Linked DNA regions of Mus musculus: region 1 is linked to region 2. The links are chromatin contacts, called in public promoter capture Hi-C maps. All regions are on one chromosome and are shown on one strand. The core of a region is the stretch at or near the end of the contact, and the rest is flanking DNA. Distances in the headings are between cores, read along the strand shown. Region 1 overlaps Gpr107 (G protein-coupled receptor 107). Region 2 has its middle 9.7 kb from the start of Tor1b.

Evidence for each region. Capture Hi-C pulls out chosen DNA fragments and counts their contacts.
Region 1: a promoter capture Hi-C map of adipose tissue shows a contact between it and region 2. The contact joins two enhancer-like sites. A contact is called at or near these places in 2 of 39 promoter capture datasets (embryonic stem cells and liver), 1 of 484 Hi-C or Micro-C datasets (B cells), 10 of 115 datasets of contacts at active chromatin or transcription factors (bone marrow-derived macrophages, craniofacial prominence, embryonic stem cells and 2 more) and 4 of 9 other capture datasets (adipose tissue, liver, macrophages and 1 more).

Annotation. Positions count from the first base shown.
Region 1 is chr2:31,170,891-31,174,032 of GRCm38.p6, forward strand. Gpr107 (G protein-coupled receptor 107) reads left to right here. Exons shown (of 18, transcript NM_178760.4): 5 at 1,052-1,191. Among named protein-coding and RNA genes, the nearest start is that of Gm22516, 17 kb to the right of the region's middle. Within about 2 kb of position 1,336, at least 63 of the 459 cell types and tissues checked have an H3K27ac peak or open chromatin away from gene starts, as enhancers often do. A contact at or near this core is called in adipose tissue and bone marrow-derived macrophages, where this site is marked.
Region 2 is chr2:30,941,622-30,944,961 of GRCm38.p6, forward strand. No RefSeq gene overlaps it. Among named protein-coding and RNA genes, the nearest start is that of Tor1b, 9.7 kb to the right of the region's middle. Within about 2 kb of position 1,255, at least 113 of the 459 cell types and tissues checked have an H3K27ac peak or open chromatin away from gene starts, as enhancers often do. A contact at or near this core is called in adipose tissue and bone marrow-derived macrophages, where this site is marked.

The DNA.
Region 1 (3,142 bases), core at 86-2,585, 230 kb after region 2:
AGAACAGTCAGTGCTCTTAACCACTGAGCCATCTCTCCAGCTCCTGGTGACACATATCTTTAATTGCAGCACTCAGGAAACAGAAGCCAACAGATCTCTTTGAGTTTGAGGCTAGCTTTGTCTACACAGTAAGTTCCAGGCCAGGGTTACATAGTAATACTCTGTCTTATAAAAGAAAAAAAGAGTGGGGTGCTAGATAGATGGCTTGGTGATTAAGAGCACTCATTAGTCTTACAGAGGACCCAAGTGTGGCTCTCAGCATTCACAGGGGGGCTCACAACCACCTAGAGCTACTTCAGCTCTGGGGGATTGGAAACCTTCCCAGGACCTTGCATGCATATAGTACACATACGCTTGCATATGCACACACAAACATATAATTAATTGTTGAAACAGGGAGAAGAAGGAAATGGCTTTTAGGCCAGTAATTAGTAGTGTCCCTAATTCCTCACACAGTCCCTGGACTTGTCCTGACTGTATTATAGAAGCTGTGTCTTCTGTTTCTCTTTACCAATGTTCTGAGCACACTAAGAATCCTTAAGGGATGTGTGAACAGCATAATTATGTATTTGCTACTACCCTGGCTTAGAGAGAGACTCAGGCTCCTCACTCAGCTGCTTCCTAGCTTGGGGTGGCAGGGCTGGGGCCAGGGTCTGGGCCATGTACAGACTAGGCAAGCACTTTGTCCCTGCATGGTCTCTCTGGTCCTTGGCCAGTGTTTACCTTTTCTGCACTTCAGTTGCAACATAGAATGTAGATGGCAGAATCTACATCTCTGATGTGGCAGGGGTGGCACAAGGTGCCAGACTCAGAGCTGGAGCTGGGCATGGTGGCATATGCTTTTAATCCTAGCAGCTGGGAGGTAAAAGTAGGTGGCTCTCTTGAGCTTGAGCCTAGTGTGGTCTGCTGAGCTAGTTCCAGAACAGCCAGAAACCTTGTCTTCAAAACAAACAAACAAACAAAAAGACGGCTTGAACTGGGCCTACAGCAGTGTTAAAGCAAAGTCTGGAGTGCTGCTCTGAACGCTTCTTTCTGTTTTCCATGGATGTAGAGTCAAGGTCAGATCCCCACCAGAAGCTGGTAAGCAGTTACCAGAGATTGTCTTCAGCAAGGATGAGAAAATCCTGAGTCAGAGCCAGGAGCCTGCTGTCAGCTCCAACCCCAAAGACAGTGAGGCTCGGAGAACCCTCGGTAAGCTTGCTTTGTAGAGATTTTGTTTTCAAGAACTGCAGCCTGGTCTGTATTGTCTGAGCATTGTGCTGGGGCCCACACAGGAAGCAAGTAGAAGGGAGAGGAAAGAGGCCTCTCCTCATGCTGGCTCAGCACTTTGGTAACTGTTCCTGGTTGGCTCATTTCCTCAGCATAGAACATGCTGCCTCAGAGCTCTGTCCCACGTCAGCCTGTGCATGCCCGTTGCTTTACTTTGATTCCATGCTACCGTCCTAGTAAGTGACTCTCACACAGGCTCAGCCTCAGCCTTTCCCTGAAGTGACACATCATCATCTCCAGGCATTGTTATCCAGGTACTGTGGCATTGGACTTACTGTAGAGACTGGAGAGATGGCTCAGCAGTTAAGAAAACTTGCTTGCCTTGCAGAGGACTCTAGTTTACCTCCCAACATCCACATCAGGTGCTTCATGAAACCTGAAAACCCAGTTCCAAGGGATCCAAAGCCCTTCTGGCCTCCACAGGCACCCATACACAAGGCGCGCGCACGCACACACACACACACACACACACACACACACACACACACACACACGCAAATAAAGATGAGTCTTTTAAAAAAAGGTTTATTTATTATGTGTTCTGCCTGTGTACCAGAAGAGGGCACCAGATCTCATTAGAGGTGGCTGTGAGCCACCATGTGGTTGCTGGGAATTGAACTTAGGACCTCTGGAAGAGTAGCCAGTACTCTTAACTACTGAGTCATCTCTTCAACCCTAAGATGAGTCTTTTTTAAAAGGAAAATTGTGGTATGTGTTCTATTGTCTTTAAGATGGTTAGTAGAGCTGGGATCTCTGACTCAAGGATACAATTGCCTTTGAGAATATTGACACTGCACATCAGGTCAGAATGCAGGCGAAACATAACAGCTTATGCTGGACACTGAGCATGTCTGCAGTCCTAGAACTTGGGAGGCTGAAGCAGGAAGAAAGTCTGTGCCCAGTTAAGGTGAGGCCTGTGCAGCAAAGAGAGACCAAGTTTGGGGGGAAATGCTAAAATGAAAGTCAGAAGAAACCATGTTGGATTTTGGTTTTCCTTTTCCAATGTTTTAGGGAGAGGGGTTTGTGTGACATTTACTGCTGTTCTCAGACTGCTGCTCTGAGGCTGCAGCTCTCTCCCGACATCCTTGTGCTGTAGTAACTCCCGGTCCCATTGGTGACCCCTGCACGTTCTTTCGAGGTCATTCACCACTTCCGTCGTTGTTTACTTTTCCCTTGATTTGTTGAAAGCTGATGCAGATTAAGAGTCAGAGGAAAGAACTAGAGTGTAGAGTGCTGTTCTGTGCCTACTCTGGCTCTGCTTGTCCAAACCCCTTGTGTTCATCAAGTACCCTCTTCATGCAGTAGGGTTGAATTGCCTTCCCCAGGAAGCTGTCCTCAGGACAGCAAGGCAGGTGCCCACTGTTCCATGAAAAAGCTATTTGGTGCCAGAAGAGGGCGCCAGATCTCATTATAGAAGGTTGTGAGCCACCAGGTGGTTGCTGGGAATTGAACTCATAGCCAGCCTTGAGTTCTCTAGGTAGCTGATGATGACCTTGAACTTCTTATCCTTCCCCAGCCATCTACTACTAAGCCTTTTAAATTAAAATATAATCATGTTATTTTTCTGCATAGTAATCATAATACACTGCTGGGGGGAGGGGGTCAGCACTAAGAAAAACAATAGTGACAGATGAGTCAGTTTACCATGCACAAGCTGAATGTGTGGTGTCATCCCCGTGCCACACAGAAAATGTGGCTATCCTGAGCTTTTCTCCAAGTGAATCGCATCAGTTAGATTCTTGTTAAAATGTCTCGGAAAGTTGTTCCGAGTGGCATCTCTGCCATTCACATTGTTTACACAAGAGGCTTTCCTGTTGGTTCTGCTAGGATTGGTGCAGCAACATTTGTAGTGTATACACCACTTTGATTTGCT
Region 2 (3,340 bases), core at 5-2,504:
GTCTCTCCAGCCCCCATTTTAGTTTCTTTTCCTCTTCCCCTCTCCCTTGTAGTCATTAATTGACCTTTACCCTATATCTAAGCATTTATTAATTAGCCTTTAGCTCGTATCTAAGCCAAATGAACTTATCTAACTAGGCACACACCCTATTTGAACTGTTTCTAGACTGTCAGGAGACACGTGGTTACAAAATAAGAGACATTCAAGCCCCATAGTCTTTGACAGCATGGCACTTTTACATTTTTGAAGTCAGCAGAGGAGATGATACCACACCTAAAATAATATTTTCCAGGTATAAGTCTAATAATTGCTAAATAGTCTGTGTATTACTTTTATGTAAGCAGTAGTTTTACAATATGGTCCTGTTCTTTTTTTAAATACATTTCCCAGAATGGTAAGATTGATACCAGGCTCTTAACTGCTGGGACCAAGTTTCTGTTCCTCCTGGCAGTTTCTACTCTTACCTCCAAAGGGACTGCGAGATTTAGATTCCTTTGTCAATTTTTTGGCACTGGAGGGATGTCTGACCTTCTATGCCCTTTATTTCTTCCTTATATGTTTCATACGTTCTCAAAGCCATCTCCTAAGTTCTTGGAATGTAGTTATCTCTTTTATAAAAGAAAACAGTCAAGTAAGGGCCATTAACCTTAATACTTCCTTCTGCTTTTTCCAGGTGACTGCAGAGGCAGCCAGGGGGAGCCAGGAGAACCGGTTTCTGTGTTCCAAGAAAGAAACACTTGGGCCGGGCGTGGTGGGGCATGCCTTTAATCCCAGCACTTGGGAGGCAGAGGGAGGCGGATTTCTGAGTTCGAGGCCAGCCTGGTCTACAGAGTAAGTTCCAGGACAGCCAGGGCTATACAGAGAAACCCTGTCTCGAAAAAAACAAACAAACAAAAAACAAGACGAAGAAGAAGAAGAAGAAGAAGAAGAAGAAGAAGAGAGAAAGAAAAGAAAAAAACACTCTAGATTCCTCATAAACTCAGCCATAATCATGACTGAACAAAACGAAACTAAAAGTGGTAAAAACCAGGAGGGCCTGAGCACGCGTCCGCAGTATCGTTTGTTTCCACAGCGCCTTGCCCAGTAGACAGGGATCTCCAAGGGCCTTGCCATAAAGAGCTTTTGTAAAACACTCATGCGTCCTTCCTAGAAGTTATAGCAGGGCTTCTGCCACACCCCTACACCCAGTCCATCCCCAGTGTTCAAACAAGAGCGAACGGGAATTGAGAGCCATCTGTGAGGCTGCAGACCTGCAGCTCGCTGCCCTCTAGTGTTCGTTTGGTAGAAGTGCGTGGGTCTTCTCAGCATCCTCACGTCCCCTGCTCTCCTGGCAAACAGGTGAGGACCACGGAGCGCTGTCTCTGGTCCTGAAAATTCTCAGCTAGCGTCCAAACCAAATGTAGAGTCCAGTCCAAAGCAGAGTCGCCTTCCAGGACTTTGTCATTGTTGTTCCTTTTAATTTATGAAGGCCCCCAGAAGTCCCTCGGAATGTCACTGGAGTAACAACAGAAACACTGTAGGCCGTGCTTCAGGAGAACCACGGTAGGAAATGTAACAAAGAGAGCCAAGGACGATAAGAAAGAAGCTTGCCATACACCATTGGGAAACTCATGGCAACAAAACATACTGCCTGAAAATGGAGCCAGGGAGCAGGGGGGCGGGGCTGGGGACATGTAGCAGAAGGTACAGAGCATAGCATACAAGCATAACAATATGAGTTGTTTCAGCATCCACATGAAAAGCAGAGGATCACCTGGCACTGTTGGCACATGCCTTTAATCCCAGCGCTCCAGAGGCAGAGGCAGGTGGATCTCTGTGAGTTCGAGGCCAGCCTGGTCTATAGAGAGAGTTCCAGGACAGCCAGGGCTACACAGAGAAACCCTGTCTCAAATAAACAAAACAATCAAACAAAAAGCAGATTGTAAAGCCAGGCATGGTGGTGGTACAAGCTTTTAAATATGTGGGACACAGAAGCAGGTGGATCTCTGTGAATCTGGGGTTACCCGTGGCCACACAGTGAGACCCTGTCTAAAAGCAGAACATAGTAACCTATGTAACCCTAGTTCTGAGGAGGTGGAGACAGGTGAATCCTGGGGCTCCAGCCTATCCTAACCCTTGAGCTCCAGGCCCGAGAGAGACCTTATCTCAAATAACAAGGTAGGGATCGGGAAGATGTTCTGTTACCTGTGTAAAAACCAGTGTCGGTGGCCTGTGTCTGTGATCTCAGCACTGGGAGCTGGAGACAGGCAGATCCCTGATGCCTGCTGACCAGCCAGTCTAGAGGAATGGCGAGCTCCGGGTTCAGACGAAGACTGTGTCTCAGATTATAAAGTGGAGAGAGACCATGGAGGATGTATGATGTCCATCTCCGGCTCACATAGCACTTGCTCATATGTGAACACACATGTACACATACAGGCATGCATACACACATGGAAACAAATGCTCCCTGAAGAATGACCACAGTGTTGTCTTCTGGCCTCTACATACTTGTGCATATATGTCGGTCCACATGAACACGCTCACACAGAGAGCGCAAGCCTAGAATCCCAGCTCCTCGAGAAGCAGAAGTGGGAGAACTATAAGTTCAGGACCAGCTTGGGCTACAGAGTCACACAGACTGTGGGTTCATTTGTTCAGAAGATCTGAGTTCTACCTCCAAGCCCAAATTTCAGATTTGTTAGCCTCCAGATCACTGTGTATCAAGATGATTCTCCTGTCTCAGCCTCCAAAGTCCTGGGATTACAGACATGTGTCACCGTGTGCAATTTATTTATTTATTTATTTATTTATTTATTTATTTATTTATTTATTATGTGTGAGTACACTGTAGCTGTCCTCAGATACTCCAGAAGAGGGCATCAGATTTCGTTACGGATGGTTGTGAGCCACCATGTGGTTGCTGGGATTTGAACTCGGGACCTTCAGAAGAGCCGTCGGCGCTCTTAACCACTGAGCCATCTCACCAGCCCCACCATGTGCAATTTTGTGTGGTGCTGGGATTGAACCCAGGGTTTATTGGATGCTAAGAAAGCTTGCTACCAACTGAACTGTATCCTCAGACCCCACACATTTACAGACTGTGGGGAATTTTGTTTTCATTAGTTTTACTCTAGTGTGTGCGTTAGAGAGCCTGCCATGGTGGAGACATGGAAGGGGAGGAACAACTCATGGACACTGGACTCCCACCATGGGGCCCAGGGGTTAAATTCAGATCTTGCCTGATGAGTTTGTTTGTTGAGACAGAGTCTCGCTATGTAGCCCTAGGACTTGATATGTAGACCAGGATGACCTGGAACTCACTGAGATCTTGTCTACCTCTGCCTCTCTAAGTGCTGGG